2 separate regions of the Mus musculus genome follow, and region 2 is linked to region 1. A link is a contact called in public promoter capture Hi-C data. All regions are on one chromosome and are shown on one strand. The core of a region is the stretch at or near the end of the contact, and the rest is flanking DNA. Distances in the headings are between cores, read along the strand shown.

The links. Promoter capture Hi-C pulls out the DNA fragments that hold promoters and counts their contacts.
Region 2: a contact with region 1 is called in a promoter capture Hi-C map of cranial neural crest. The contact joins the promoter of Smpdl3b here to the promoter of Snhg12 in region 1. A contact is called at or near these places in 1 of 39 promoter capture datasets (cranial neural crest) and 1 of 115 datasets of contacts at active chromatin or transcription factors (bone marrow-derived macrophages).

What each region holds. Positions count from the first base shown.
Region 1 is chr4:132,305,339-132,310,658 of GRCm38.p6, forward strand. It overlaps Snhg12 (small nucleolar RNA host gene 12), which reads left to right and starts at 3,340. Exons shown (of 5, transcript NR_029468.1): 1 at 3,340-3,569; 2 at 4,500-4,565; 3 at 4,813-4,877; 4 at 5,113-5,166. Snora16a (small nucleolar RNA, H/ACA box 16A) reads left to right here and starts at 4,127; the gene lies at 4,127-4,262. It overlaps Snora44 (small nucleolar RNA, H/ACA box 44), which reads left to right and starts at 4,615; the gene lies at 4,615-4,731. Snora61 (small nucleolar RNA, H/ACA box 61) reads left to right here and starts at 4,969; the gene lies at 4,969-5,030.
Region 2 is chr4:132,755,592-132,760,256 of GRCm38.p6, forward strand. It overlaps Smpdl3b (sphingomyelin phosphodiesterase, acid-like 3B), which reads right to left and starts at 1,580. Exons shown (of 8, transcript NM_133888.2): 1 at 1,394-1,580. The coding sequence starts at 1,454.

The sequences.
Region 1 (5,320 bases), core at 2,090-4,589:
AGATCCTTTGGACTTTGCATTTTCTGTTTCAGAGGCTCCCACTAGGACTGGGGTCACGTGTGGCCGTCTCTGACTGCACCTGACACCGGAACCCACAGTTCAGCTGATCCATGCCATAGATAAGGCGTGGGTAACCCAACGGGTTAGCAGTTTCCCTCCCCTATACCCTGCTTCTTTATCTGCTAAGGCCAATCCTCATGGGGTGGCTCAGACGGAACTGTCAACCTCAGCAGCAAAGGTCTGCACATTTCCATCCAGGAGATTTTGAGTTGTGGTTCAAGGGCCACTTACTGGTTATGCAACTGCAGGCAAGTTTCATTCACACCCCCCCCACACCCCCCCAATCATCATGTGGAGGCCAGTGGACAACTGTGGAGTCAGCTATCCCTACCTTTTGTGTGGGTTCTGGGCATTGAACTCAATTTTTCAGAGTCGTGCGTGACCTGCTGAGCCCTCTCACTGGTCCGTTCCATCTCTTTTTGCTTTTTTGGTCCGAGTGCTGGGATTAAAGGCGTGCGCCACCACCCGCAGCTCCGTTCCATCTTTTTGTTTTGGTTTTTTTGTTTTGGTTTGGTTTTTTTTTTTCCGAGAGAGGGTTTCTCTGTGCAGCCCTGGCTGTCCTGTTACTCTGTAGACCAGGCTGGCCTTGAACTCAGAAATCCGCCTGCTTCTGCCTCCCAAGTGCTGGGATTTCAGGCGTGCATCACCATCTGTTCCGTTCCATCTGTTATATACAAGTACGCACAGAGCATGGAGCAGACAGAGGAGGGGTTCCTGCTCTTGGGGAGCTCTCATTCTAATGAGGAAGACAAGGAAGGAAACACGTACTTGGGCTAAAGCAGTAAATAGCTCAGCTGGTAAAGTGCTTGCCACACTGGCCTGAGGACATGAGTGCCATCCTGAGAAGACCCGTAATAAAGCCAAGAGGATGTCAGCAACCTCAGCCCTGGGAGGAGGAGACAGGCAATCGCTGGACATTCTCTTACTCCATGGGCAAACTTCAGGCAAATGAGAAACCAAGTCTTTTTTTTTTTTTTTTTTTTTTTTTTAAGATTTATTTATTTATTATTTGTAAGTACACTGTAGCTGTCTTCAGACACTCCAGAAGAGGGCATCAGATCTCGTTACGGATGGTTGTGAGCCACCATGTGGTTGCTGGGATTTGAACTCCTGACCTTCGGAAGAGCAGTCGGGTGCTCTTACCCGCTGAGCCATCTCACCAGCCCGAGAAACCAAGTCTTAAACAAAAGCAAGGAAAGGGCTGGAGAGATGGCTCAGCGGTTAAGAGTAATGACTGCTCTTCCAAAGGTCCTGAGTTCAAGTCTCAGCAACCACATGGCGACTCACAACCATCCGTAATGAGATCTGACGCCCCCGTTTGGTGTGTCTGAAGACAGCTACAGTGTACTTACATGTAATAATTAAATCTTTGGGCCAGAGCCAGCAGGGCTGGAGGGAGTGGACCGGAGTGAGCAGAAGTCCTGAGTTCAATTCCCAGCAACCACATGAAGGCTCACAACCATCTGTACAGCTACAGTGTACTCATATATATATAATAAATAAATAAAATCCTTTTTAAAAAAGGCAAGGCAAGGCAGTATGGTGCATGTCTTTAATCCAAGCACTCAGGAGGAAGAGGCAGTTCAAGGCCAGCGTGGTCTGTATAGTGAAACCCTGTCTCAAAAAAACAAGCTCCCTAAACTACCACTCCCAGCTTGCTGGGGGAGGGGAGAAGGGGTGGTAGGATCCAAATTGTGGTCTTCATGTTTGCACAGCAAATGCTTTTAACCTCTGAGGCACCTCTCCAGCCTGAAACCTATTTTTTCTTAAATTAAAAAAAAAAAAAAAGATTTATTTATTTATTTATTTATTTATTTATTTATTTTATGAGTACATTGTAGTTGTCTTTAGACACATTGCAGATGGTTGTGAGGCACCATGTGGTTGCTGGGAACTGAACTCAGGACCTTTGTAAGAGCAGTCAGTGCTCTTAACTGCTGAGCCATCTCTCCTGCCTGGAAACCTATTTTTTCAGGTGTATGTAGGAGCTAAGGGGAATAGCTTGGGAGCAGCATGTGGTAAGTCCAGTGACACCCTTCCTAACATTGGGGAAGGAAAGAAATTGGACCTGGAAGGATGCTTGTAATTCCAGCTACTTGAGAGGCTGAGGTCTGCCTGGACAAACTAGTGAGATGCTGTGTAAAATAAAAACAAAAAATAAAAAAAAAAAGAAAATGTTACCGGGTGTGGTGGTGCATGGCTTTAATCCCAGCACCCGGGAGGCAGAGGCAGGAGGATTTCTGAGTTTGAGGCCAGCCTGGCCTACAAAGTGAGTTCCAGGACAGCTAGAGCTCTACAGAGAAACCCTGTGTTGTAAAACCAAAACCAAACCAAAACAAAACAAAAAAAGAAAAGAAAATGTCACCTCTCTACTTTAAACTGTAGACGTGATACAACCTGCTAGCCATCCCCCCGGACCCCCGACCGTGACTTTCCTGTCATGAAGGACTGCAATCTGGAATTATAAGCCAAATAAACTATATTCCCCTATCAAAGAAAATAAAATAGAAAAAAAAAAAAAAAAGGTGGGCTGGAGAGATGGCTCAGCAGTTAAGAGCACTGGCTGCTTTTCCAAAGGTCCTGAGTTCAAATCCCAGCAACCACATGGTGGCTCATAACCACCTGTAATTGGATCTAATGCCCTCTTCTGGTGTGTCTGAAGACAGTGACAGTGTACTCATATATACATCAAATAAATAAATAAATCTTTGAAAAGAAAAGAAAAAAAGAAGAACAAAATTTTGGTTTTTTGAGACAGGGTTTCTCTGGGTAGCCCTGGCTGTCCTGGACCTCACTTTGTAGAACAGGCTGGCCTCGAACTCAGAAATCTGCCTGCCTCTGCCTCCCGAGTGTTGGGATTAAATGCGTGCGCCCCCACGCCTGGCTTCTGAGGGTCATTCTTTAAGAAGATCTGCCAGCATGCTGTTACCCTCTAGGCCATCCCGGGATGCTCCGGGGGAAAACTCCATTTTTTTTTTTCTTCTCTTTTTTTAATTTGCAAAATCTCTTTATTAAGCACATCCAAATGTGGAAAACCCTTTCTAAGATCGGTGTAATTCAAAGTCGCCCGGGAACTTAATCCATAGTGATGGCAGTTGGTCAGAGATTTGAGTTGAGCGCTCTGGCCTGGGTCGAAACCACTATCAGGGCCAGACAAGGAGCAGGAACCCGGCTTTGCTAAGAACTACATTTCCCAGAGGCGCCGTGCGTCAGGTGGATGACGCAGACTCAGTAGAGGGCGCGAGAGTATATAATCCTGGTGCAGGCCGTTCTCAGTCCTTTCTCGCTTCATCCGCGGTCCCTGTCTGTTTTCGTTATGGCGCCTTGTACTTCTACCCAACGTTGCCCGCCCCCCATCTTCCCAGCCCACCAGCTCCGTCCGCCTCTCCGGATGATTCGTGAGATACCGAGCCTGCCGGGAAGGGACCGGATTTTTCCGTCTGGTCCAAGGAAGCACGGGTTATGGCCACATGCGCAGTGATAACTCAGGGCCCCACGCCTTTTGACCCGTGAGTGTTGTAGGCTTGGGGGTGACGGGATCTGGTAAGAGCATTTGTGCCTTTACTGGATTACGTGCTTGGGTGCAGTAACCTTATTAGGATGACGCCAATGGAAGGGCCTGTGACCATTACCTCCGAGCGACCTTTTTGTGATTAACCTCGCTCCTATGTTGGGTGGAATTTGGGTCCTACCACGTGCTAGGCGATCGCTATGTCAACCATAGTATTAAAGCCTTAAAAAAAAAAAAGTCAGGATAATGGGCCCTACAGAGTTGGGCAAGGATTATACAACCTCGGCTTTCTCGCTTTCTGATTGCAAAAAGCCGCCATTTTATTCAGCTAAACCTGATGTCCACAGCGCGTTAAAAAGCGTTTGTAGGCGGTAGGGTCATTAATTTGAGACTGCTTTGGGTTATAGTCAGGAACCTATCCCAATGTCTAAAGCTTCACGTATTGAACTAGGAGCCATCGGAGCCCACAGGATTGCCTTTTCAGGCGTCTCTCTAGTAGGCAGTGGTGAGGCATGTGGCTTGTGGGTTTGAGGTCTAGCAATTGCTATCGCTGTCTGTGGCCCTTATCGAAGCTGCAGCAGCTTCTACATAGCTGCTGTGGTCAAAAAGGTGGCCCAGAGAAAGAATTTTCCTTGACGGTCGCAGTTCTGTTTCCTGTAACTGATCTGCAACATTGTGGAAAATGACAGCTTCACCTTACTATTTCTCTGGAGTATGTAGCAATCTTTAGGCTTTTATTCCTGGGGGGGGTGGGAGGGGATAGGAGGTAGACCGGTGAGTGAGCTCAATCTGATTTACAATTCAGGCCTGTATTGATCATCTATTGGTAAATAAACAATGCCTTGGTCACTGTCACAGTCCCTATAAGGTAATGACTGGGAATATGGAACAAGATTATTGTGGCTAATTCTGTTGCCATTCATCTTAGCTGTTGATGAAGATTGTGAGGAGGGAGACCAGAAGATAATGGACAACGATACAGCAGAAGGGTCTGGTAAGCTCCGTTTAGTTGCACTACCCGGGGAGACCTGAGGCATGTTTCCAAGGGCTGTGGCTGCCTGTAGCCATGGGATCTCCAACTGCATGCCAGAGTAATGGAGAGACTTTGACAGCTCAGGTCAGCACAGTGCCTGCAGCTGCCACTCATCTTTCCTATATATGTATATCAGGCCTCAAGTTGAGCGCCCTCTACCTGTGAGGCTATTGTTCTGTGGTATTTACAACAAATGTTTCTTCTGCAGGTTACACTTGAGCTTATTTCTTGGAAGAGTCTGAGAAGACGGCCTGTCAGGCTCCTAACACTAAGGTAATTGCTGGCTAAGACAGCCTGACCCTCCGGTTTCCCTTTCCCATCGGATCTTGACGCTGGTCTTGGTGGTCGTTAAGGAGGAAGAGCACCCTGAAGCTGGCCTCACAGCGATGCAGTCTGCTGTAGAGCAGCAGGCCAGACTCAGACATGCCTGGGCTTTGAAGTGGGAAAACTTGAGAACTGATCAGTATTGCTGAGTAATGGCTTACTTTCATGGTTTTTTTTTTTTAAGGGCCATGTAACCAGTGAAGCAGCCATTATATATGATTTGGTCTACACTTGTTGGGTAAGCTTAAGGATTGTTAACCCTTTTCCTAAGTAGTATAGCAGAAATTCAGGTTTGCATAGTGGCTAGCCATCTATAAGCCACCTCCATAATTTATGTCTGAACTAGTTAGCTGTTCACATCTGGGGCAAAGATGTGTGCCATGTTGGCTGGT
Region 2 (4,665 bases), core at 330-2,829, 450 kb after region 1:
ATTATACACGGAGCACAGCTGGACAGCCTGCTTCAGGCCAGACTCAGCAGCTGTGTAACCCTGGGCTAGTTACTCTCTCAAGGTCAGTTTTTCTGGGTAAAACGGACATTAAAGATACTTCACAAGCTAAGCTGTTGCGATGATATTATGTAAAATATATCATGTGCACAGGGGTTGGAGAGATAGCTCAGTGGTTAAGTGCACTGGCTGCTTTCACAGAGGACCCAGGTTCAATTCCCCAGCACCAACAACTGTCTTTAACTCCAGACCCAGAGAATCTGATGGCCTCTTCTGGCCTCCATGGGGCAGCAGGCACACATGTGCATACATGCAGGCAAAACACTCACACAGGTAAAAACAATAAACTTTCTTAGGCAGTGGCTTACAGATCTTCTGGACTACATCTACCTCCTATTTCTGAGTTGTAATTCAAAAAGCAAGTGTAACTTTTGACTGGTGTGATAGCGCAAATCTTCAATCCCAACACTTGAGAGACAGAAGCTAGTGGATCTTTGAGTACAAAGCCAGATTGATCTACATTGTAAGTTCTAGGCTAGCCAGGGCTACACAGTTAGACCATTATCTCAAGGGAAAAAAAAAAACCCCTTCAAGGTCACCTTGGAATACTATGCCTTTAAAAATCAAAAACAAAACCTGGATTACTGTGATTATCGTGTCATCCCAGCTGAGGGAATGTTTCTTCCTTTAAGTCCTGATTTTTTTTTTTCCTGGTTTCTTTCTGTCTTCCTGGTTCCTACACTCATCCAGGGTACAGAGATGGGCTTCTAACTAATGCTTTTGTGTTTATGTTTGTTTGAGGTTTGGTTTTGTTTTCTTTTACATTTATCTATTGGGTGGACAGACACCACAGAAGACAAATTGCAGAAATAAGATTTTCTCCTTCCACCGTATGGGTTTGGGGAACTGGACCTCTCGGTGGCAATGTTTTGTGTTTCTTTTCTGGAGTCCCAGAGATGGAACGCGCTCATTTGAACAACCACTGTACCTCAGAGCCTTCTATCTGAGTGTCCTGATTGAGTTCGCGAATCTTCCCGACCACCGGCTCCCTCTCAGTGTCTAGCTTTCATGTACTAGATCCTTGTCCCCCTGGCAAAGTCTGTGTCCTGCCCCTGGCACTTAAAATCCTCTTGAGCACTTTTTGGTTTGGTTTTGCTTTTGGAACAATGTTTCATGCATCCTAGACTGCCGTTGAACTCTGTCTCCCAACTGAGCTACACACACAAACAGCCTTGATGGCTAAGTCTCTGCGCTTCAACCTCTAATCTACTTTCCTTTTAAAGCCACGATCTGTGAACGGTTCCCGGCAGCACAGACCCCAGCCCCAGTTCCTAGAACGAAACAAAAATCAAGCAGGTTTCCCCCGCAGCCCTACCTAGTTGAGCCCCTGCGACTCCCCAGGGGGCCAGGAATATCAGCCACCCGAGCAGCGTCATCCTCTGGATCCCCCCACGGCGGGCGGCCGAAGCTCCTCCAAGTCCGTCTGCGCCGCGGGTTCCCACCTTGTGGCCAGCCACGTGTCTGGGCAGAACTACTCGTTTGGCTGCTTCCAGTGTTCCAAGTTATCCTTGGCGGATGGCTGCTCTTGCTTTTCCCTCTCTTGCCCAGCAGGGCGTGCGCTTGATTGGAGGAGGGACGCACCAGTGAGCGCTGGAATAGCTTGTAGGTCTCTGTGGAAACCGCATCTGTGTTGCAAGGTGCTGTGTTGGAGTTCCCCGACTTTTCGAAAGAAATTCATAAGTACTTAGGAGCAAAATGATAGGATCTTCGAGGTACGCTTTAAAGTTTTCTAGTCGAATTGAAGGCATTTCGGTTCAGTCAGCCTCCAGAAAATGCAGGAAGCACCATCGACTTACTGTCTTCTCCTTGCAGAGCTGCAACACGGATGGATGAATGAATTAGCTACCTGTGGCAACCAAAGAGCCTTAAAAGCTAGCCTTAAAACCAGATGTGCAAGCCCTCTCTCAAGGATAGCCCTGGCACTCTTGAGGCAGGAGGATTAGGAGTTCAAGGCCATCCTAGGCTACTTTGATGACTTTGGGGCCAGTCTGGGCTACCTGAAACGATATTACAAACAAACAACAAACAGAGTTATTTGCTGATCGTGCCAGGAGATGAGGACTACTAGAAACTGGGCAAAAGGGAGATAAGATGGTGTTGTCCCCCTGAACATGCCTTGAGAGCCTGAGGGCTGAATCACTCCTTAGCAAGTTACCTAACCTGAGAAGACAGAGAGAGCTGTGACTCAAGTCTGAGGAAGGCGATGAGAGGTTTCTGGAAGGAGATGACATAAACTTACTCCCTTTGTTTTGATTTTTTTTTTCCCTTGCAGTTAGGGATGGTTTGGGCTTTGTCTTTTTGTGGTTTATTTATTTCTATTTGTTCTTTTTGTTTTTTTGCTCCTGTTGTTGTCCGTACAGGGATGAAACCCAGATCTTCACTCAAGCAAGGCAAACTGTCTAGCTCACCGCCACACTCCCACGCCTAACCAGCTTGAACTTGATGAACACAGGAGAAAACAGGTTGTGTGGGAGGTGGGAGAGGAGCGTTAGTGAGGCAGGAGGAAGAGTGGAGGGGGAAGAGTTTTGCAAAGAGTGATGGGGGCTTCTGAGGCTCTGAAGCAGGCAGGAGCCAGGCTGTGCTTAGATGTTTGAGCTGGGAGCTTTGGGAAGCCAAGAAGAGGATCAGAGGCAAAGTTGAGGCTGGAGAGATGGCTCAGCAGTTAAGAACACTGGCTGCTCTTGCAGAGGACTCAGGTTTGGTTTCCATCAACTACATAGAGGGTAAAGGCGGTCTTTAACTCCAGTTCCAGGGCATTCAGTGCCACTACACACACAGTGCCATAGTGCATGCATATATATATATATTATATATGCATGCATATATATGTGTGTGTGTATGTATATATATGCATATATATATATGGAAAATACTCATATATATAAAACATGATTTTTTTCTTTTCTTCTTCTTTTCCTTTTTTAAAGACAGGGTTTCTCTGTAGCAGGGTGACTGTCCTGAAACTCGATCCATAGACCAGGCTGGCCTGGAAATCACAGAGATCTGCCTGCCTTTGCCTCCTGAGTACCCTGAGTGCTGGGATTGCCTCCTGTGCACCATCACGCCCAGCCTAAATAAATCTTTTTTTTTTAATTTATTTTTATTTTATGTGCATTGGTGTTTTGCCTGAATGTATGTCTGTGTGAGGGTGGCTGATCCTCTGGAACAGGGGTTACCAACAGTTGTGAGCTGCTGTTTGGATGCTGTGAATTGAACCTGGGTCCTTTGGATGAGTACCCAGGGCTCTTAACAACCGTGGAGCCATCTCTCCAGCATCCCCTCCTCCTCCTTCTCCTCCTCCTCCTCCTTCTCCTTCTTTCTTCTTATTTATTTATTTTATTTTATTTTATTTTTTATATGTAAGTACATTGTAGCTGTCTTCAGACACTCCAGAAGAGGGAGTCAGATCTCGTTACGGATGGTTGTGAGCCACCATATGGTTGCTGGGATTTGAACGCTGGACCTTCGGAAGAGCAGTCGGGTGCTCTAACCCACTGAGCCATCTCACCAGCCCCTTCTTATTTATTTATTTATTTATTTCTCCAGACACACCAGAAGAGGGCATTGGATCCCATTACAGATGGTTGTGAGCCACCATGTGGTTGCTGGGAATTGAACTCAGGACCTTTGAAAGAGCAGTCAGTGCTCTTAACCACTGAGCCATCTCTCCAGCCCAATAAATCTTAAAAAAGAGAAGAAAAAACAGACAGCCCAATTTGCATCTCCGAAGGATGAACACGGGAAGAAAAGGGCACGGTGTCTGAGGTACAGAAGTTGTCTTGGCCCATTTTCTGTTACTTTAACATAAGACCTGGGACTGGATAGTTGTAAAGAGCAGAAATGTATTGGTTCCCATTCCTGGAATCTCGGAAATCTATGTTCAGGGTGCTCATGTGTTGTGGGGTGTCTGCAGGTATTACTATGGCACAGAACCAAACCTTAAAGGTACCAAACCTCGGTACAGTCAGATTTGGTCAATGAGACTGCATCGCAACTGCTAGAGGTTCTGATCCTACGGTTTGATTTCTTACACATTTAAACATCATAAAACTTTGGGAGGAAAAAAACCCTCTCCACATGACAGTTCTCACAACAAAGTTTCGGGGTGGCTGTGTCAAAACTCCCTTGTAAAATAACCCCCCTGGAGCAAAGTACCTGAGACCTTTATCATAAGAGTGAGTTCTGCCTGCCGGGTGGTAGCGCATGCCTTTAATCCCAGCACTCGGGAGGCAGAGGAGGCGGATTTCTGAGTTCGAGGCCAGCCTGGTCTACAGAGTGAGTTCCAGGACAGCCAGGGCTACACAGAGAAACCCTGTCTCAAAAAACATAATAAACAAATAAATGTATATATGAAGCCGGGGGGTGGTGGCACATGCCTTTAATCCCAGCACTTGGGAGGCAGAGGCAGGTGGATTTCTGAGTTCGAGGTCAGCCTGGTCTACAAAGTGAGTTCCAGGACAGCCAGGGCTACACAGAGAAACCCTGCCTCAAAAAACCAAAAAAAAAAAAAAAAAAGTATATATGATGCCAATGAGGTTCCAGCAGGAAGATGGGCTTGCCTAGATGAACCAACCACCCCCTGGCTAG